Regions from separate parts of the Ovis aries genome. Here region 2 is linked to region 1. Evidence: chromatin contacts called from public Hi-C data. All regions are on one chromosome and are shown on one strand. Each heading gives the region's core, a stretch centred on a gene start, on an enhancer-like site or on the middle of the called end of the contact. The rest is flanking DNA. Distances are from core to core; before and after follow the strand shown. Region 1 overlaps PLEKHA2 (pleckstrin homology domain containing A2). Region 2 overlaps PLEKHA2 (pleckstrin homology domain containing A2).

The links. Hi-C and Micro-C count contacts between places; a contact is called where the count stands out from the background.
Region 2: a Hi-C map of liver shows a contact between it and region 1, with 1.8 times the contacts expected there. The contact joins two enhancer-like sites. A contact is called at or near these places in 7 of 16 Hi-C or Micro-C datasets (blood, hypothalamus, liver and 3 more).

What each region holds. Positions count from the first base shown.
Region 1 is chr26:33,111,903-33,117,924 of ARS-UI_Ramb_v3.0, reverse strand. All of the region lies in intron 1 of PLEKHA2 (pleckstrin homology domain containing A2), which reads right to left. Among named protein-coding and RNA genes, the nearest start is that of PLEKHA2, 22 kb to the right of the region's middle. Within about 2 kb of position 2,829, at least 13 of the 54 cell types and tissues checked have an H3K27ac peak or open chromatin away from gene starts, as enhancers often do. A contact at or near this core is called in liver, where this site is marked.
Region 2 is chr26:33,167,015-33,172,581 of ARS-UI_Ramb_v3.0, reverse strand. PLEKHA2 (pleckstrin homology domain containing A2) reads right to left here. Exons shown (of 12, transcript XM_042241519.1): 11 at 1,786-1,863; 12 at 1-1,348. The coding sequence ends at 986. Among named protein-coding and RNA genes, the nearest start is that of HTRA4, 5.5 kb to the left of the region's middle. Within about 2 kb of position 2,666, at least 24 of the 54 cell types and tissues checked have an H3K27ac peak or open chromatin away from gene starts, as enhancers often do. A contact at or near this core is called in liver, where this site is marked.

The DNA of each region.
Region 1 (6,022 bases), core at 1,580-4,079:
CTAATGCTAAAATTCATGTTTTTATACGTTGTTTCTTCTTTTGCACTCGGATACCACATAAATTCTAAGTCATAATAAGACTAGATCATAGGTTATGATCTTTTATAACTCTTGACACCCATTACAAAATTACTTTCTAAAATTATTTCATCTGTTTACACTGCAGCCAGCAACATACTGTTACACTGCTATAATCCTACATACACTGAATGTTCTTATTTTCAACTGTGGCTAGTTTAAATATATAACAACGCCAGGGAGGCAGAACATTTTCTCATGTTTGCTTCCTGCTTCATCTTCCTTCCTAGACTTTGTTTAATGAAAATCAAAATTATGTGTGCACACAATCCATTTCTCTTCCTCTCTCTCCCTTTCACACAGACACACACACACAGACACACACACACACGTCAAAAAAAACAAAACATGGCTTCACATAATCCAAGTAAGAAAACACTGGTTCATAATGAAAAGTAAAAGAGACAAGTTTTACATAATCTAGGTGTCTTGTAAGTTTCCAAGTATGTGCTGCAGGTGAAAATATGTTAAATATTTAATTCATGATAAAAGTGAAACTTTTAGAAAGAAAGGGACTTTGTGTGGAGTTTGCCTGCTGATCAGCAGCAGAAAATAAGTTAAATGCCAACCTGGCCTAACCTGAAATTCCTGGCCAACACTTGCCCACTGATGAAATAAAGGTCAGGAGAAGTAGTCAACGGCTGCCCACCTTTCAATGAGATGAGCGTATCGGGCAACACCCCTGTCCCAAACGTCGCTCCACTGCTCCTTCCAGGGCATTTGGCTCCGTCACAGGAGGAGATTCAAGCCAATAAAATCGTCCCCTAGGAACTGAGGCAACTGACATCTTCATCAGGCTCATTAATATCTAACAGATAACTAGGACTTCCCTGGTGGTCCAGACTCCACACTCCCAATGCAGGAGTCCTGGGTTCGATCCTTAATCAGGAAACCAGAGGACAGGCACTGCAACTAAGGCCTGGCACGGCCAAACAAATAAATATTTTTTAATTTAAAAAATATATATATATATAATAGATCACTGGGACCAAGACCCCAAGAAAGTAGAACATGTCCCAGCAGAAGACTGATGCACCAGTGGGGAAGAAAAGTAAGAAGGCTGAAGCCGGAAACACATGACATCTACTTGAGGACACTGCCTAGAATTTTCACACACCCGGGACAGGAGTAGCAACCTTTCTGGAAAGAAACTTGGCAATATGAAACAAGAGGGCAATACGAAACAAAAATGCACAGTTTATACCCTCTGACCCAATAATTCTACTTCCAGCATTCCATCCAAGTAAATAAACAAAGATGCAAATACAGATTAAAATTAAAGATAGCAACTACAACTGAATTTATAGTGACAAAAAGTTGGAAATACCCTGAACATTCCAATGATTAGGTAATAAGAAGTGACAGGATATTCACATAAGGAAATGCTGCACAATCTTTAAAAAACTATGTTTTCACACAATTTTAAATAAATTAGGAAAAAAACTCACCATAAGCTTTAAGATACAATAACACAATTTTGAATATGAACCCAAGGCCTCTAAATATTGTTTTTATATTTCTGTATTTGGATAGAAAAAGACTGACATCCAGACACTAAAATATTAGCAGCTATTATCCATAGGTTATGGGCAAATTTTATCTACATCTGTATGTTTTTCATATTTTCCAAATTTTTATACAGGAAGTACATGTTACTTTATTTAGCAGGGAGGAAAGCTATTTAACTCCACACATACCCCCATCCCCAGTGCAGAAGTTTTGAAGCTGAGAAAAAATTTCTCAATTCTCCAGAGTCCATAAAGAAGCAAAACCATGCTTAAATTATAGCTCTCTTGGGACTTCTTGGTGTTTCAAAGTCTTAAATCTAATAAAGCCCTATTCTACCCATCACAACTGCTTAAAAGCTTGGTACCTACCCAGAGGGCTTTGGCGCCCTCCAACCTAGTTGGGTTTCTTACTTCCTATTGCAACCTCCTCTAAGAGAGGCTCTTTCTTTCCCTTGTGGGTTTGGTTCTTTGCTCTCTGGTCTTCATAAAAGGAGCCCCTGTCCTGGGGGTCAGCTGAAGATTCACAGCCAAGTCAGTGCCTCGCTCCTGCTGCTGCTACACCCTCTGCGACACAGCCTCTATGATACAGCCTCTGTGACCTCTGCGACACAGCCCACCAAGTGCTCTGGGGAAGGGAAGCAAGGACCCCCAACAAAGGCCACCCCCCACCCCCAACCCAGTGGAATTTTCCTTCTTGAACTCTGGGAGATGAGACTGACGTGTTTAAGCTAAATGTTTAGACAAATGAATGAAAAGGTGGATAAACAGAGTTTTTAAAGAAAAGCTAAAGAGCTATTAAGTCATGAAAACTCCGGCTTAGTGTACTGGATGTCTTATTTTTAAGATCATGGGTTTGAAGATACAGAAAAAAAAAAAAAATAGAGGGAAATAAGGGAAAGTCATCTGCCTGATTGGTCTGATACTTCTGAGATAAATACAAACGACAGAAGTGATATCGGAGATAAAGTCTTAAACGGTACTGGTCCCAGGATGAAATAATCCACTATAATCTCCTGCAGTTCAGAACTGAAAAAAAAAAAAAAAATTTTTCATCCATTTGTACATTTGGAGATTTTTCTTTCACGTGACTTGGTGTTAGCAGGACAGGGAATTCCAAGGTTTCTGCTTCAGAAAAAAAGTCAGGAAGGTGTTTCTTGTGCTGTCTTGTCACCCTCCAGGATAGAGCTGGGGACGGCAGCATCGGTGGTGAGCAAGAGGGACACCGCAGGAAATTGCTAAACTTCTACAGGAGAAAGTGAATCAGGAAATGACATCAGAGGTCTCAGCAAGGGCTGTAATGAGCAGACAGGAACTGGGCTGTGGAGTTAGAAAACGCTGGGCCAGACGATCAGAGAGGTCGCCTGTGTTTCAATACTCCAGCCTACATTAGGGTGCATTTTGGAGGGCCCAGCAACACTCAGGGGCCCAGTTAAAACACAACAGCAATAATAAAAACAACACAAGCAACATCTATTTGGCAACCCAGCCCTGAGACTGGGCCAAAGAGTCCAACTTTGAAAGTGTGGGAACATCTATTTCCTATGGCTATAATATCACTGCATTCTGAAACTGTCATAAGAGCACATTCCAAATAGTCTGAGGCTGGAGAATAATGTGCGAGAGAAGGGAATGTCCTGAGAACACGTTCCCAGCGGAAGAACAGGCTGAGGAATGCAGACATCCACAGGAATGGGGAGGGGAGGAAAAGGTGCCCAGTCCCCAGTGGACCCGAGAACCCTGAATGGAGGCAAGAAACACTCAAGGAAAGTTTTCGGTGGGGGGGGGGGGTGGAATGCTGGGGAAAACGCAGAAATGACTGAATACTGATACTGAAAACGACAAAATATTTGACATACTCATGATCTCTCTGAACAGCCTCATCTCTGTTCAGAGAAAATGTTGTTGCTGGATGGAGCTGGCAGGAAGCAAAGGTCTGCCTTTGACTCAAGGTTCCTAACCCCAGGGAATTCACAGCACTGGAAGCAGCCAAGGGGATAGGGGTGGGGGGCGGGGGCTATAAATAGCCTATAGAAACTGAGATTTTCCACTTTCAGAATGTGACAGTCCCTCAGTTAGAAGATTCAACAGTTCAGTTTCGCTGTAGGGCTTCCTAATGGTAGCAGCAAAGAGAGCATCCTTATTTCTCCCAGGTACTAGCCTTTCGCAAGGTGCTGGGAGAGTACAAACAGCCTAAGCCTGCTAGTCTAAATGCCTTGGGCTCCATCCCGGGAAGCAGGGAAGGAGGAGGAGCTGGGTGTGGCCCAGAGGATGTGCAGATGACAGCGATCAGTCGGTTAGAGTGCATCTGATGAAACTCTTGCAAGAAGAGGGCGTGCTGACTTCACCGACGTGCTGGGGTAAAGGGAAAGACCGTGGGTCTCAGAGCCAGACAGATGAGACTTAACTTTCCGGGGTCTGTTTCCTCGTGTGCAAAATGGAGAGAACTGCTGTACCGACTTCAAAGGCTGCCGTGTGGATTAAACGAAATAATGTGTGAAAAGTGCTTAACAGGAGGTCTGGTAAAGACAAAGCACTGGGTAAATATGTGTGTGTGTGTGTGTGTGTGTGTGTGTGTGTGTGTGTGTGGTTGGGTAGATGTGGAGTGCCTAACAAGCAGTATATGATTCCCATCGCTAGTTTAAACAGGGCGGACAGCTGCCAGACTGACTCCAGCCCTCCAATATCAGTAAGCAAATCCCACTGAGAAAGCAGTGATGCTGGAATCTTTCACAAGGATTCAAACAAGCTGTCTCATTTGAATGTTCTCCTCGGAGAACCATCATATTTCTCACCTATAAATTTCTCCAAGAAGTTATTGAAAAAAGTGCAAGAGATCCATGGGATCCATGTGGGCCAGGTCACCCAGCAGGTTCACAGACCCAGGCCTGCAATCAGGTGCCAGGAAAGGGACTCTGGAGCCACCTCTTGCTCAGCCCGGGTTGGTGGGGGAGGGTGTGTGGTGGGAGGGTGGGGGTGAGGGTGAGGAGGGAGGTATCATAGATGCTCTCTGCAAGTGGATGGCCAAATGGAGTCCGCAATGATGGGAGAGCAAGCCCTCACCTTTGCCCTTTAACTATCGTGTGTCTCAAGGAGAAGGGGACCTCATTTCCCATCCTCTTTATCTCAGCTGGCCGGCCTCTACTGGCACAAAGGTCCAGACCTGAAAGCCTCCTGCCGCCCTGGGCAATGTTGGAAGCTCCTGTCCCAGCAGGCGTGGATCTCCCCCACCTCCCCGGAAGAAAGAGCCCAATTCAGTCTTTAATCTTCTGCACATCAATTTAATCAATGGGGGTCAAGGGTAAAGAAAAGGCGTCCAGGAGAGAGAGAAGTTATAAAGCCCAAAAGGGTGGATGGTTTTACCAGCAGGGACCAGGGGAGGGGAGAGCAGAGCAACCCAAGATTCAGAGTAAAGGTCAATGGAGTCTTCCAGTTACTGCCCCACCGCACCAACCACCAGCCTGTGGAGACCCATCCCTCCTACCCCATCGCCCCACCATGGCCAATTCCCTGGCTCAGTGATGAGCTTGTATCAGACAGAGCTAGCAGTCTTCTCTTGCTGTTGCACTACAATATTTGCTCTGCTCTCTTCCTTTCCAAAGCCTAACAGATGGGACCACCGGAGTCCTCTCCAGCTCACCAAGATGCACGGAAAACTGAAAGTAAGGCGGCCCCAAGTGCTCACTCATGCTGACGCTGAAGCTCCAACACTTTGGCCACCTGATGCAAAGAGCCGACTCACTGGAAAAGACCCTGATGCCAGAAAAGATTGAGGGCAGGAGGTGAAGGGGATGACAGAGGATGAGGTGGTTGGATGACATCACTGACTTGATGAACATGAGTTTGAGCAAACTCTGGGAGACAGTAAAGGACAGGGAAGTCTGGTGTGCTGCAGTCCATGGGGCTGCAAAGAGTCAGACACGACTGAGCAACTGAACAACAACAGCTGCTCGTGGTGGAGGAGGAAAGAGGCAGGGAAAAGCAGCGTCCCAGCACCCAGACCATCTTTTCCAAACGCCAGGACTATGTCAGCCGGAATAAGCAACGCCACAGTTTCAGGGAAACCAAAGAGATATTTACTGCACTGGGGCCACAGTAATATCTAATGTGAGGGGCATCACCCACCTGTCTACCTGCCCCACGAAGAAGACCGGAGATCCACAAAGCGCCAGCTGAATGCACATCCGAAAACCATCCCCCTGCTGATCTGGGCTCCTTAGTGACCCAGCACTTACAGCAAATATCAGGCAAGCCAGCAGGCAGGCTGTTCAGAGGGGCTTGGGTGATAGCGCTGAAGCTTCGCCCTTTTCATTTTTTTGCAGAATTGCTCCACAAGCACGCACCAACCAAAAGCAGCATATCTCCAGTATTTATTTTAACCTCGGGGGGAAATACTGAGCTGAGAACAGTTCAGCACACTATGATGACATGACGGGATT
Region 2 (5,567 bases), core at 1,417-3,916, 55 kb before region 1:
CTAAAAGAGACTTTTTCCTCTGTCAGGAAAACATGAATCAAAACATTTTAGCTGGGTGAACTAAACTCCATCTCTTCCTGGCACCTGCTTTACAGCAACTCTCAAACTCTAAGATAGAGATCTGATGGATCACACAAGTGAATTACCATACGCTCATCAACCTTCCACACATTTCAGTTAACACCGTATCAAGGGCAATGTCTGTTTCGTTCTCAACACTGAACACTGATGAGCCCATCCTAAGGGTCTGACACAGAAATGGGGCGGGGAGGTCTGTCTTTTATGGTGGCAGTATTCGGGGTCAAAGAACATCTCAAAGAGAACAGAGTAATTCTCAAAATTGGCTGATCCACTCAGGTTGAATTATTTCCCCATACCTTCAAAAGGCCCCTATGTCTTCCCTTATGGCAGTCCCCTGGAGGGAGGGGGGGGAATCTCCCTGGTTGACATTTGGGGCCTCCCACAAGCCCCCAGATTTTAACACCGTCCCTTAGAATGTATCCTGACCAAGATGGAGCCTGGATCCCCCGCCCCCCTAACCACCACCACCCCCCTACCCTTTCAGCTGGATTAGTTACCACTCTCCCACTTCACAGTCAAACTTCCGCCAATGTATAAGAATAGGATAAGACCAGATGACTGGCCTCAAGGTTCTGTGCCTGGCCTGAAAACAAAGGGAAGAAGCTGAGACAAAGACAAGGAACTAAAAATTGGTTAGGAATGAAACTGGACTTCTAACCTCTGCACACCAGGTGGACTGTGGAAGAGTCGAGCAAGAGGCACACTGAGCAAGCCTACAGGTCTAACCTAGTGACCTTCCCAAATGAAAAACACTGCATTCATTTTCTTTAAAAAGTCAGCTGGATTCCCACTCCAGAGGGATGCAAGTGCCGGGAAGGTGTCTGATTGTCCTGCATCAGATGGAGACACTGAGTCACGGCCCCTTGTCTGAGCCCACCCCCTCCCTCCCAGGCACCACGCCTCATCACACATCAGAGGTCCGTATATTTTCGTCATCAAGGTTGAACACAAATGGCTTCTCCTTGGGGTGCTGGGGTTCTGATCGGTGTCTTATCCGGGAGCTGGGCAGCACCCCAGACGTACTGCTCTCCCCAAGTCGAGGCGTGAACAAAGAGTCCTCAGCAGTCTCTTCGGTGGGAAGCAGCTTTTCCCCGGCCTGGGGGACGGGTGTCCAGGGCTGCCAGGAGGAGGCCAGGGAGGGGGCTTTGCAGAGGGTCTTTCTCTCCTCCCCGGGTGCTCGCCCTCTGCACAAGATAGAGTTGGGCCCCCCTGAGAGGCTGGAGCTTCCGGGGCGGGTCAAAGAAATGGACCGAGAAAAGGACATCTCCTGTGGAAAATAAAAGAGGGAGGGGGGAAAAAAAGAAAAGTAAAGGGTTTCCTAACAATATTCATCCCAAAGGCCCAAGAAGAGGCCCTCCACCCAGGACCACCTCCTCACAGGCCCAGAGATACATGTCTACAGAGATCAAATATGTCCAGCGGCAGCATTCACTCCGCAGGTGTCAAGGACTGCCTGGCAGGGAGATCTGTAGAACACATCAGAAGCCCTGGTTCTCTATCCAACTCTACCTCACCTCCTCCAATGACTGAACAGAAATAAAAATTTGTACCCAGATCAGTGGAAAGAGAAAAACAAACAAGACAGCTTGGAGCTTCTGCTGCATCTGGGCTCCGGGCTGCTTGCCTACATCACCAAAACCCGCCCACTCGGGACAACTCATCGCAAGGCTGACAGTGACTGTGAGCAGGAAGGAAGTGACTTACTCTGGGGTGGCACTTGAGGGCCTGGACAGCTGCCCCGATCTCCTTAATCCAGCTGTGCATGTCTTCCGGACTGTCCGCCTGCAAAACACCCAAGGCACTTACAGAGCCACGAACGGCACTGTGACTTCAGCTTCCATGTCTGTAACTCAATTTTAAGTTCAGAAAACCACACCATTGGAGCGGGAGGGGATCTCAGAGATCATCCAAGTGGCTTTCAGACTTCTGAGGATATCTGTTTTCCCCCAGCAAAGTTGTCTCTGTCACCTTATCAATAAAGTGGACAGTGGTCGTGAGAGAGGGAGAGCTTAGCGGTGAAGTCCCTCACCCCCTGTGGAACAAGATCAACCTGGCCTCACCTCCTGTTTCACAGAAAAGTAAAAATGAGGTTCAGAAAACCAGAGCCCAAAGTTTAGGGCTGGTTTTGATTCCACTCCCCAGATACCCAAAGCAGTCATCTTTCTGTTTTACTATAGCTATCAGAACAAACAATCCCACTTCCAGCTCCAATCCCACTGAAACCAAATCCTCTGCAAAATCTCCCAGAGAGGCAGCTTCTCTAGGAACAGGGACAGTTTGTCTCTCAAAAGACAAACGATCTGGGTCTGTCCTGAGGCCCACCCAGGCCTCCACAGTTGCTAGACTTGCAGCACTTGGTTTCACCAATGTGTACCGCACTGCTGAGCCCTTAGAAAGTTCTTGCCCTGGGCATTCCCTGGTGGTCCAGTGGTTAGGACTCCGCACTTCCACTGCTGAGGGTGAGTGTTCAATCCCTGGTTGGGGAATTGAAATCCTGCAAAATGCTCAGTGTAGCCCAAGGACTCCCCCCGAGAAATACCAAGCAACGCCAGAAGGGGGCAGCAGCGGCTCTGTGAAGAAAGGAGAGTCCCAGGCTGCGACACAGCAGGTTGGAGCCCCAGGAATTCTCAGTACCTTCCCACTTTACCAGGTTGAGCTCAAGTGATCCTGGCAAACGTTTACTGAAGCCTTATCCAGTGTGGCACCTGGCAAAAGGTATCAGGCACAGAGTTGGGACCAAGACTGAAGGCCTGACATCCAGAAACTTACATTTGTTCACCTGTCTCCCTGCACTTTCCTCGGGTAGAGTCACCCCAAATTACCAGTGTGCACGTGCGTGCCTGGGCACACGTGAGTGCAATCATAGGCTGGCCCTGTAAAAGTTTCCACATACACCCCTCACTCTCCCCACCCCTAAAAGGTTTCTTTCTCTTTGCATTACACACCAAGGTAATACACAACTAATTTTTTTTAAACCCTCAAACTTGCCCGCCTACCCCTTCCTGTCACGCCAAACCAACCCTCCCTGGTTAGATGTGTGCAGGACGTTTACAAGGGGAGCAGTTTCACACCCCAGTGCGCTGGGCCAAAGACAGGCAGCAAGGGCGCCCCAGTGGAAGGACTTTCTCACGCAAATCCACCTGCTCCCTCTTTCCCCGGGACTTTTCCCAGTTACTGGACAACCAGAAAAAGAAACCCATCCCCAGTCCAAAAAGAGAACCAGGACAGTCTCCAAGATTCTTCCAGAAGGCATTTTACGTACAGCAGGGCTAGCTGACTTGTTTCACAAGTAGAACTACTAGGAAAAATTAGATGAACTCATTTAGCCAAAGCAGTTTGAAAGTGCCTGATACACAGAAAGGGCTTCATATTAGTTATCGCTGTTGTTATTATTGTTATATGAGGGACTCAAATGAAGCCCTAAATTCCAATATTATAAATGTATTTCGTGGCTTTCTCCCCTACAACTTTTTTTTTCATTTTCTTCACATTCAAACTGCATATAATTCTAAAGGGATCAAACTGTTGGGATCAAATAACATACTTTTTCTTAATATGCTCATTTATCAGCTCCATAAAATGGTTTACAGATGGGAAGCTGACCAGGTCTTCACTGCCTACCTGTTTCCTGTGGTATTCTTTTCAGCCTTCCTAAGGATTTCTGTACATATTTCTATATTTCTTGAAGTCTCTCAGATTCCTTGGGTTATTTGAAAAGATATTGATCATTATTTCTAGTATAAATAACGTTATTCATTAATGCTCACCTCTATTTCTATAGTTTGGACATTTAAAGTAAAATTGTCTTATATTTCAACTCACCTTTGAGATATTGCTTTTCTCTGGATAAACATTATCCTAGTGCTTAAAATATTTTTCAAATAAAAAGGCAGATATTGATCCCACATGAGAAGAAATAGGATATTATGTTATTGAGCTCACAGTTAAAATCTCTATTAGTAGTTTTAAGAACTGGACTCCACGGGCGACAGAAATTCAGTGAAACCTCCAAAACTATATGTGAAGATTACAGTATATGTATATATCTATCTTTTATGGAAAGCCGGTGCTTAGCTTTTATCAGAAACTCGAAAATATCTTAAAACCACATCACAAAGGTAGTTTCATGAACCAGAGGTAAAAACCAGAGCTGAAATCCACCCACCCTACGGTGAATTACTAAGAGAGTGAAAAAAAAAGGCTGAAAAAACTCAGCAGAACAAGAAGGGAAGTGCCAAGCTTATACCTTCACCTCTTACAGGTCTGCTTAAGAGTGTGCTATGCTTCTGGTGCTTGGTTCAAAAGAAAAAGTAGGGTTTCTGTCCTTGAGGGCAGTTTTTGAGGTGAGAGGAACAAAGGGTATTGAATGAATCACTGCAGACTGATTTTTATTGCAGTCCAATGAGCTCTGATTGAGGATCTGCTATTAGCGTCATAACAGATGCGACAGTTTTAAGCACTGAATCCTAACAGGTCATCAATAAAAGGCTTCTAGAACCTCCTTCGGTGGTCCAGTGGTTTCCACTGCAGGGGGCACAGGTTCAGTCCCCAGGTCAGGGACCTAAGGTCCTCATTCGCAGTCAAAAATAAAAAATAAGAGACTTCCAATATATATTACTGGTTGCTTCTGTTGCAACTGCCCAGAATTTTTAGGCAGCCCTTCTTAATTCTATTCCCAACAGCTAATAACCCCTACCCTCTCCCCAGGAGCAAATCCCACCTTCAGATACAGCCCTGCCATGTATGATCCATTCAAAGGGCCAAACTGACCACAATCATCTGTGAGATTAAAATATCCCCTTTTCCCAAATACATGTCTCTGCGGGGCCAGATTTTCTTCACACTCTTCTATCAAAACAACATATGGCCCCAGACTGAATGCAGAAGCAGATCTGAGAACCCTGCTGTCTTCCAATAAGCCAGCCATTAAAGAGATTTGCAAAAATACAAAAAAAAAAAAAAAAAAAAAGCTACTCCTGTTGCTCCTCTGTTTTAGAAACAGAGTTATTTTTCATGAAATGTTACTTGTGATAACATAAATGAGTTTATTCATAAATGAATAAATACATATTCTTAAAGAGTTTTCACCTCTACTCTTCTCCAACTTTCTGAGTGTGCTGCTATACCCAGATTTGCCCAGTCCCTCATTTATTTATTCAGGGCCATGTGAGGGTTCTTTTACCCTAGAAATGCGACAGCAGATGGAAAAGGAGGACAGAAGTGATGATAAGGTTCTGGTTAATTGCAGACACTCTTGCCAACAATGCAGTGTCTTCTGAACACTTTTTGCCTGCGTTTATGTTTCCCAAGTCACTATCTCCACCCAAAGCTCCGTCCTAGACCCTCACCTGGCATCATCGTTTACCTGGCATATGTTTACTCAGCACCACCACCGTGTTAGGCACCATCCATCTGGGGCTGTCCTAACAGGTCACCTAGGACATCTTGCAGGAACCACAACCACCTGAGCAAGGCTTCCCTTTGCC